Linked DNA regions of Rattus norvegicus: region 1 is linked to region 2. Evidence: chromatin contacts called from public Hi-C data. All regions are on one chromosome and are shown on one strand. Each heading gives the region's core, a stretch centred on a gene start, on an enhancer-like site or on the middle of the called end of the contact. The rest is flanking DNA. Distances are from core to core; before and after follow the strand shown. Region 1 has its middle 350 kb from the start of N6amt1. Region 2 has its middle 520 kb from the start of N6amt1.

Region 1 (4,021 bases), core at 329-2,828, 170 kb before region 2:
GCTTGGAATCAACTTCTGGTCGAGCCTCCTCGAGTGAGGGACACTCCGGAAGGGCGGGAAGGGCGGAGGCTACTGAGACCGCGACGGGTTCTGGTCCAGGTCCTGGTTCCTTTCCTGCAGTGTGACTGTTCACTTGAATCGATTAAATTTCCTGTCATGCTCACTGCTGTCCCCTTTGTTTTGCTACTTTCTTCCTGAAGCAGAGGTGATGAAAAGTTCAGACTGTTGTCCTTGTAGTACTTTGAAAGCCTACTTAGGGAACTTTTGATATTTAAGGAGACAGAATGGAAAATATAAACTGGATGTTTTCATATACAATATTTTTGACTATGGCAGAAATCGTGTAGCTCCTACGGCTCAGTTGCCAATTTAACGCATGAACTTTCTCCTTAGCCTCACCAGCATAATAATGGTGCCTTCTAACTCATGCCTGGATATTTCTAGTGTTGGAGACTCAAAGTTTCCAAAAGGTCTACTAGAAATATCCTTTAGTGAGATTAAAGTGTGTTTTCTGTCATTTATAGCAGCTGTTGGTCATTGTGTGTGCAGCTCTCTCTGTCTCTGTCTCTCTGTCTCTCTGTCTCTCTGTCTCTCTCTCTCTCTCTGTGTGTGTGTGTGTGTGTACACAGACAGTTGTATTGTGTATCCAGAACCATTTCTGTGGTTCAGCCTTGAAGTGTTTGATGACATTGAGTGTGTTCATCTGTTCTCATTTTCAGGCTAAATAACTTCAAATCCTTTCAGTTATTCCTTACGGTCAATGACGTTAGCTGAGATTTTGAGTGCTGTCACATACATCGTTTCAACTGATTCTCAGGACAACCTGTCAGACATGTAAGGGTTTGTGGAATGCTGCATTCACATTGAGGAAATTGAGGGGCAGCAATTGCTCAGGGGCGCTGATAATTACATATTTTTTATAACCTTTTCATGGCCATCTCTTCTTTTAAGTTTTAATATTTGAAAGAAAGGAAGGGGTTTTAGCTTAAGCATAATTTGATGTAATGCAATTTTACTAAATTCAATTTAAAGTGCCTTAATATTTAACCAAGCACACACATACCTTAGTTTTGAAGGCCTTAGTTTTTAACTTGTGACATGTAAGGTAAGGACAGGAGAGAAATAATTAATTTTAGCTATTTTGTGTTTGTTAAAACATGAAGATTAGATCTTCATGCAGCTAGAAAAAAATTCTAAGTTCATTTGAAAAACTATTTATACCATTTCCTTAAGTATATCTGTTCTTCCTCCCACTCTTTCTAATTTCTACAGTTTTTATTTGTGTTGCTCTTTTCTCTCCATTGGTTATTCTGAATAATTTACTAATGAGCTCAGAAATTTCCCAGTCACTTATTTAGGATCAAATACCAAAAGGATACTGCCTCTTTTTAAGTCAAACTGCACTTTCTCATGGGAAACGCACCTCCACCTGAGAGGTGCAGTCTCATTTGTGTACTTTGCCTTCTAAATGTTACCTTTCACGCTGTAATGAATTCAAGAGGAAGCCCTACCCTTTCCTCTAAATGACTCATGAGGTAATGCCTGACAGATTAACACTACTGAATGACTAATAGGCCTCTTTCTTGCTGGTAAGTTTCTATGCATTTCATCACATTCACTGGAATGGACACACCACAGGCTACAAGGCTCCTTCTAAAAATAGAATGTGTGGAAAGGATTGCTTCAAGATTCAGAAATCTCATTCAAATAAAGTTATTAGGTTGGGGTATAAATACCAGGACGAATGATGCCATACTTGAATGCTTAAGCGATAATATTACGTGTGGGTAGTGCCAAAAATTTAGGTCATTAACATCATTATAAAAGTATTCAAAACATATATCAAAATACGCAATGTCTCTATGAGCTATCTGATAGGAAACAGAAGCTACAACCCTATTTATAAAACAAAACCAGTTGCAGAAACATCGGTTACCTCGACATATCATTTTTTAAAAATGTTTCAACTAATTTTTGTGTGATGCTATACGTTGTATATTGTCCATGTTCACCCACCTCCCATATCTTATGGAAGAACCCCACATTCCAGGCCCACACAACTTTGTGTCCTTATGCATTTTTTCTTTTTTAAAGTCAAAATCTACTAAGTCCCATTAGTGCTGCCTAAATACTTTTGGGGAAATGGTCACCCACTGGAGTGTGTTAGACTTACCATGAGCCACGCTCTTAGAGAAAACTCTCTCTCTGTCTCTCTCTATCTCTCTGTCTCTCTATCTCTTTCTCTTTCTGTCTTTGTCTCTGCTCTTTCTGTCTTCATCTCTGTTCCTGTCTGTCTGTCTGTCTGTCTGTCTGTCTGTCTTTCTCCTACCCTTTGTCAATCACTTCTTTGTTCTGGGACTTTTCTGTCTTCACCTAGTGCAGTCACCTAATGACACCTGTGACACCTAATGCTGTCACAACCACCGTGAAGTCATGCACACAATTACCCTTTTCTGTCTAGAAACACCGTTTTGTAGTCATCTACTGCTTCCGCCTCTTACAATCTTGCAGCCTCCTCTTTTGAGAGGATCCCCGATTCTTTGGAGGACTATGTGATATAGATATTCCATTTTCTCTGAATGTTGCCCAGTTCCACATATTGATAAAAGAAGCTTCCCTGATGAGAGTTGAGAGATGAACTAATCTATGAGCATTAAAAACTGTAGTCAGGGGTGAGGCCCCATAAGCAGAATAATATTAGTAAGTTCTTCCTCAGTCCCATGACCTATATAGCCACAGGTTTGTGCCCTCAGTAACTGTGCCAGGTATGAGCTCTGTTTTGTGGAATGGTGTCTTTAATACAATCAGAAAGCAACCGATCACTCCCAGTGCTTTCCCACCACCATCACACCAGTGAGCTTATCTCGCCCAGAAAATTTACAACTGGACTAGATCAATCATTACGTTTGTCTTCCAACAGCTTATATGGCTACTTCCCCACACTCTGAGGTGAGCCAGTGCAGATGAAGCAGCCATGCTAACACCAGCTTGGGTTATCCATGTTCTGTGGCTCAAGTGTATACTGTCTTCATCAATAAGGACTCACTTTTTTTTTAAAGGAAAGCAATCTTCTTTATTGTACACAGTAGAGAATATAATGCCTCAGCTCGGCAGGATATACACAGCCTTGTGCAGGGGAAATAGTTCAAATCTATTGGTAGGCTAAAGCCTTTCTGCACTGTAGACATCCACACTGGGGAAAAGAAACATACATGAAAGGGACCGCTCACCTTGACGGGGATGGCTCTCTGGGAGGTACAATGGTCCGGTGGGAATGCAAAGTGGCACTACTGTTGGGTGTCCCTTGATTGCACAACACCATCATAATAGGGGAGGGGCATCTCAGGCAACAGAAGATACTTCTCAATCATCCCAAAACAGCATAAATTCCTTTAAAAAAAACTAGAACAAACCCCAAACCAGTATAATTAAAGAGGAAAAACAAATAAAAAAGAACCCCCCCAAAATCTATATAGCATTTGCAACAAATAAATCTCTAGCCAGCTGGGGTAAAATATGCATGTATGTATAGAGTGTGTGTAGAATAGAAAAGCTATAAATATGCCGTGAAAGCATCCTGTCATTAGAGTGCAACAGGGGACAAAGGCAGTGGTTTTGCTTGTGTTCTTGGCTGTCCCTAAAGCTTGCCCTTTGAATTTTATCTGGAGAATCCAAGCCGTTTCTGGATTCGACACCCTCAAAGACAAATACCTTGACTGGGGAGTGGGGACAAGGAGAGACAGAAAAACCACCACGTGACTGGTGATTCTGATTCAATTCCTGGGAAGAGTTGGAAGTGGATTCTCCTTGCCATTGTGGCTGGTATGTGCAGAGTAGTATAGCAGTGCGTTCAGGTCAGCACCCATGAGAGCGAACTGAGTTATGACAATCTACATAGATCATGGACTCACTCTCAAGTAATAGGGTTAAACACTGTCTGATAGCACAGGCTTGCAACTCAACAAGCAAAGCTGGAGAATCATGAGTTTAATGCCAGCCCAATCAACTTAGGGAGGTCTTA
Region 2 (4,167 bases), core at 1,477-3,976:
AATTTGAAATAATATATCTGGGTACAGTTTAGAATAAACTTGTAATTTTTTTTTTTGGAGTTTGGTTTCTGATTTTAAACCATTTCTTCTGCATTCCAAATGTCTAGTAGGAAGGTGTCATCTGCTCAAAGTATATCCTTTCAAACTCAGTATTTTGAATGCTGGAGGCAGGCTGACTTTATCAAGAAGAGATTTAATTCACAGGGTAAGAACTGCCAACACGTATTTCTATGTAAGCTGGGCCTTAGTAGACAAATTGATGGGTTTGAATCTAGAGTGTGCCCAACAGTCATTTTTCAAACCAGGCAAAGGGCTCAAGGGTCTAGTGCATGCATTCAAATCAACCCAGTCTCCCAAAACCCATATTTATTTTTTGAAAGTGATGACCTCAGTGACCCTTGAGCCTCCTCCTAGTCTTAGTGTAGGTTTCAACAGCACCTGTGCTGCCACACGGTGGTCTAACTTTCTACAAAACTATCCTGTTAATAAATTCAATTTTATCCAAAGTTGACAACCAAGACCAGCCATGGCAACATATAATATGGATAATGAATAGGCAACAAAACAAAACAAAAAAACCTGATGCTTCTGGTCATTTTCAGGAGTCAGAATCAACCACCTCAGTAGTATTGTTTTATAGCAGTTAGAGTTTCCACTGTTATGGATTTCAAAACCTCTTTTTATTTTACATGTTTACATATTTCATTACCATAATTTCATTATGGTATTCATAGATAGGAAAGTATTTGTGTGTGTGTTAAAAAGAGAGAGAGAGAGAGAGAGAGAGAGAGAGAGAGAGAGAGAGAGAGAGAGAGAGAGAAACTTTGGGTCTAAAAGTTCTAAAGGAATATCTAACACTTCTAAATTCTGTTCTTGAAGATCATGCAGCAATATGGGGCATTTCAATGTCAGTATAATAAACCATGGCTGCATTTTTAAAGCTTCCAAAGTAATGGAATCCTGAATGAGGAAATCCAATCACAGAACAAAACACAGGGTGTGCAATTATGCAGTCACTGATAAGTGGATATTAGCCCCAAAGCTCGAATTATCCAAGATACAATCCACAGACCACAGGAAGCTCAAGAAAGTAGGACAACCAAAGTGTGGATGCTTCAGTCTTTGTTAAAAGGGGGAAAATACTCATAGTAGGAGATATGGGTACAAAGTTTGGATCACAGATTGAAGGAATGGCCATTCAGAGTCTGCCCCACCTGGGGATCCAGCCCATACACATACAGCCACCAAAACCAGACAATATTGATGAAACCAAGACGTGCATGCTGACAGGAGCCTGATATGGCGTCTCCTGAGAGGCTCAGCCAGAGCGTGACAAATACAGAGGTGAATGCTAGCAGCAAACCACTGAATTGAGAATGGGAGGAGTTAGAGAAAGGATTGAAGGAGCTGAAGGGGCTTATAACCCCATAAGAACAACAATACCAACCAACCAGAGTTTCCAGGGACTAAACCACTACCCAAGGAGCACTCATGGACAGACCCATGGCTCCAGCTGCATATACAGCAGAAGATGACCTTGTTGGGCACCAATGGGAGGAGAAGCCTTTGGTCCTGCCATGGCTGGAACCGCCCAGTATAGGGGAATGTCAGGGCAGGGAGGCAGGAAGGGGGTGATTGGGGAGGGGAACACCCTTATAAAAGAATGAGGAGGGGAATGCGATAGGGGGCTTGTGGACGGGAAATTGGGAAAGGGCATAACATTTGAAATGTAAATAAAAAATATCAAAAAAAAAAAGTAATGGAATCCACTGTCGACATCTGAGTGCTGCAGGAGATTTACTGACTTCACAGAGATGGGTAGACTTGTTGGGGGGTAATGTGCTGGTAATGTCCGCAAGAAAAGTTTTATATACTTAGTCTGTTTTAATGATTTCTAAGCAAATCTGGTGGTGGCGGTGCTGCTTTGTTTTCATTGGTCAAGAACCATGAAGTGGAAGGAAGTACGGCTCTCCAAAATTATATCAGTTCCTGCAGCTCTTCCTTTGAGTCAGGAATATCAGATGGGCAAGCCTAGAACAATGCAGCCTAACGTCTATGCCGGCTCAGCCTGTTAGCCTTCTTACTGGCAAGGACTTGCACAGGTACAAGGGCCCTGACCTCAGACGTGTTTGTTAGGGGAAGGATCAATGGGTCACGGTTAGCCTGGAAATCCGCTCATTTTGTATTATCAGAAGCTCCATTTTATATTAACATCACATTGTATGGATGTGTTGGCAAAGCCTGTCTAATAGGAGACTGACTGTAGGATCAAAATCTAAAAGCAAGAATAGATTGATTCAGATAATGGAAGTGATGATAATAGAGACCCAGTTCTCCCTCTGAAGACGAGCAGCTTGCAGCCAGGCAGATGTATCTAGCAGTGGGCGGTGCCTGCCCTGAAAACACCTATCACAGTCCGTGATCTCAAATGCAAAGCCAAGACCAGTTCTCAAAATCCCTTTTCTGCCAAAAGATTACCTCAGAAACCTTCAGGCACAGAATTCACGGTATGACTGGACACACTCCATAATATCTGGTGTTGCTTCTATAGCTGATATAATTTTGTGGACTCAGTACTGAGTGACAGAGTAGTGTAATACTTTGTCTCTCTACTGAGATTTGGGACACGTTTATTTCTCCAGAGTGGAGGAATTCTCTCTCATGTACTTAGCATTTCGAGGATACCGAAAGTTCATGCTGGGTTGGCAGATTAACGCTGGGACATTCCGATGCTCTTTCTAATATCCGTGACTGTTCTTACGCTGCTTAGATTTTGAGAATAGCTAAGAACTAAAGTCACCTTTTGAATATTTATGTACAATAGGGAAATCCCCTCAGCAACATGCCTGACATTTAACAACATGCCGAAAATACTTTTGATTTCATGTAACGAATCAAAGCATTTTAAAAGTGTTTATGGCTTTAAGCTTTTTTCTAAATCTAAGCACCCCAAGCAGAAAGTTTTTGAAGCGTTGACTTTATTGGGTGAATAATGCACTAAAACTTAGAGAAAATGTTATGGCTCTAAAATTTGAAAATTCCATGTAGTTTCTAATGATTAGTGATATTCTCTTGCCTTCGTCTGTCACTTTCTCTGACTTCCAATTTCTGCTTGAAACTGTAAAAGAATCGTCTCAGAGTAAAAGTCCATGGGGAACAGGTTAAATCATGGACACAGTGGTGACTTCAAGAATGTCATGTGTTCTGGAGTTTAACTGCTTCTTCATGGGGACCACAGCCTGAAGTGGAGGTCTCCCTCCTAAATGCTACTGCAGAAGCTCGAAGGCTAGTTTCAGAACTTTTCTCAATTTTTCACTCCAACTAGCACTCCACAGGAACAGAGGGGCTCTTCTTGGACACAAGATGGCAGTAGCACACCGTTCACATTGGCCATTTCCTCAGAAGGATGTAGTCACAAAATCAGTTGCTTTGTGGTAAGTTAAAAGTCCTTGTGGAAGCAGAGGGAGTGGGCCCTTTAAGAGTCTGACTAGTACAATAACCACCTTCTCCTTACCACCCCAACTGCCATATCTATACATTTCTGATGTATTTCTTCCACGACCTTCAAGATTCAGTAGTAGGGAACAGAATGATACAAAAAGTCCAGCAGCCCGAATATCAAGGAAAGATGTGACTAAAGAAAGTGAGGTCAACTGTTGTGAAGATGCCCCGAGTCAACCTTGGGGGTACATATTGTGTTCTCACAAGTGCAGTAGGATTGTGGTGCTAGGTGGTGATGGTCAACTAGGTTCGTGGCAATCTATTGTTATTATTGGGTTATTTTACTTTTTCTTCTATTTTAGGGAAGTTTGGAGTTTTGCTTTTCCTAATTTTCTGAGTTCAACACACACACACACACACACACACACACACACACACACACACACACACACACTGGTTTTTCACCAGTTACACAAAAGATTTAAAAATATTATCTTGCTTTTCCTTTGTTTTTATTTTATTAAAATGTGGCAAAATACAGTATGTATGCTTTCATGTATCAATTAGTCATTCGATTAAGAATATGTAAGAAAACTTTTTTTTTACAGAGTCACATATGGTTTCAATTAAAGTTTTGTTGTTTGTCTTTCAAAATCTTCATAAAAACACTGAGAAACGAATCCTTACTCTGGCATAAGGATCAATTGAGCTACAAGTATCTGTGAT

Evidence for each region. Hi-C and Micro-C count contacts between places; a contact is called where the count stands out from the background.
Region 1: a contact with region 2 is called in a Hi-C map of the A7r5 cell line, with 4 times the contacts expected there. The contact joins two enhancer-like sites. A contact is called at or near these places in 2 of 12 Hi-C or Micro-C datasets (the A7r5 cell line and psoas muscle).

The regions. Positions count from the first base shown.
Region 1 is chr11:39,717,133-39,721,153 of GRCr8, reverse strand. No RefSeq gene overlaps it. Among named protein-coding and RNA genes, the nearest start is that of N6amt1, 350 kb to the left of the region's middle. Within about 2 kb of position 1,578, at least 10 of the 93 cell types and tissues checked have an H3K27ac peak or open chromatin away from gene starts, as enhancers often do. A contact at or near this core is called in the A7r5 cell line, where this site is marked.
Region 2 is chr11:39,549,195-39,553,361 of GRCr8, reverse strand. No RefSeq gene overlaps it. Among named protein-coding and RNA genes, the nearest start is that of N6amt1, 520 kb to the left of the region's middle. Within about 2 kb of position 2,726, at least 9 of the 93 cell types and tissues checked have an H3K27ac peak or open chromatin away from gene starts, as enhancers often do. A contact at or near this core is called in the A7r5 cell line, where this site is marked.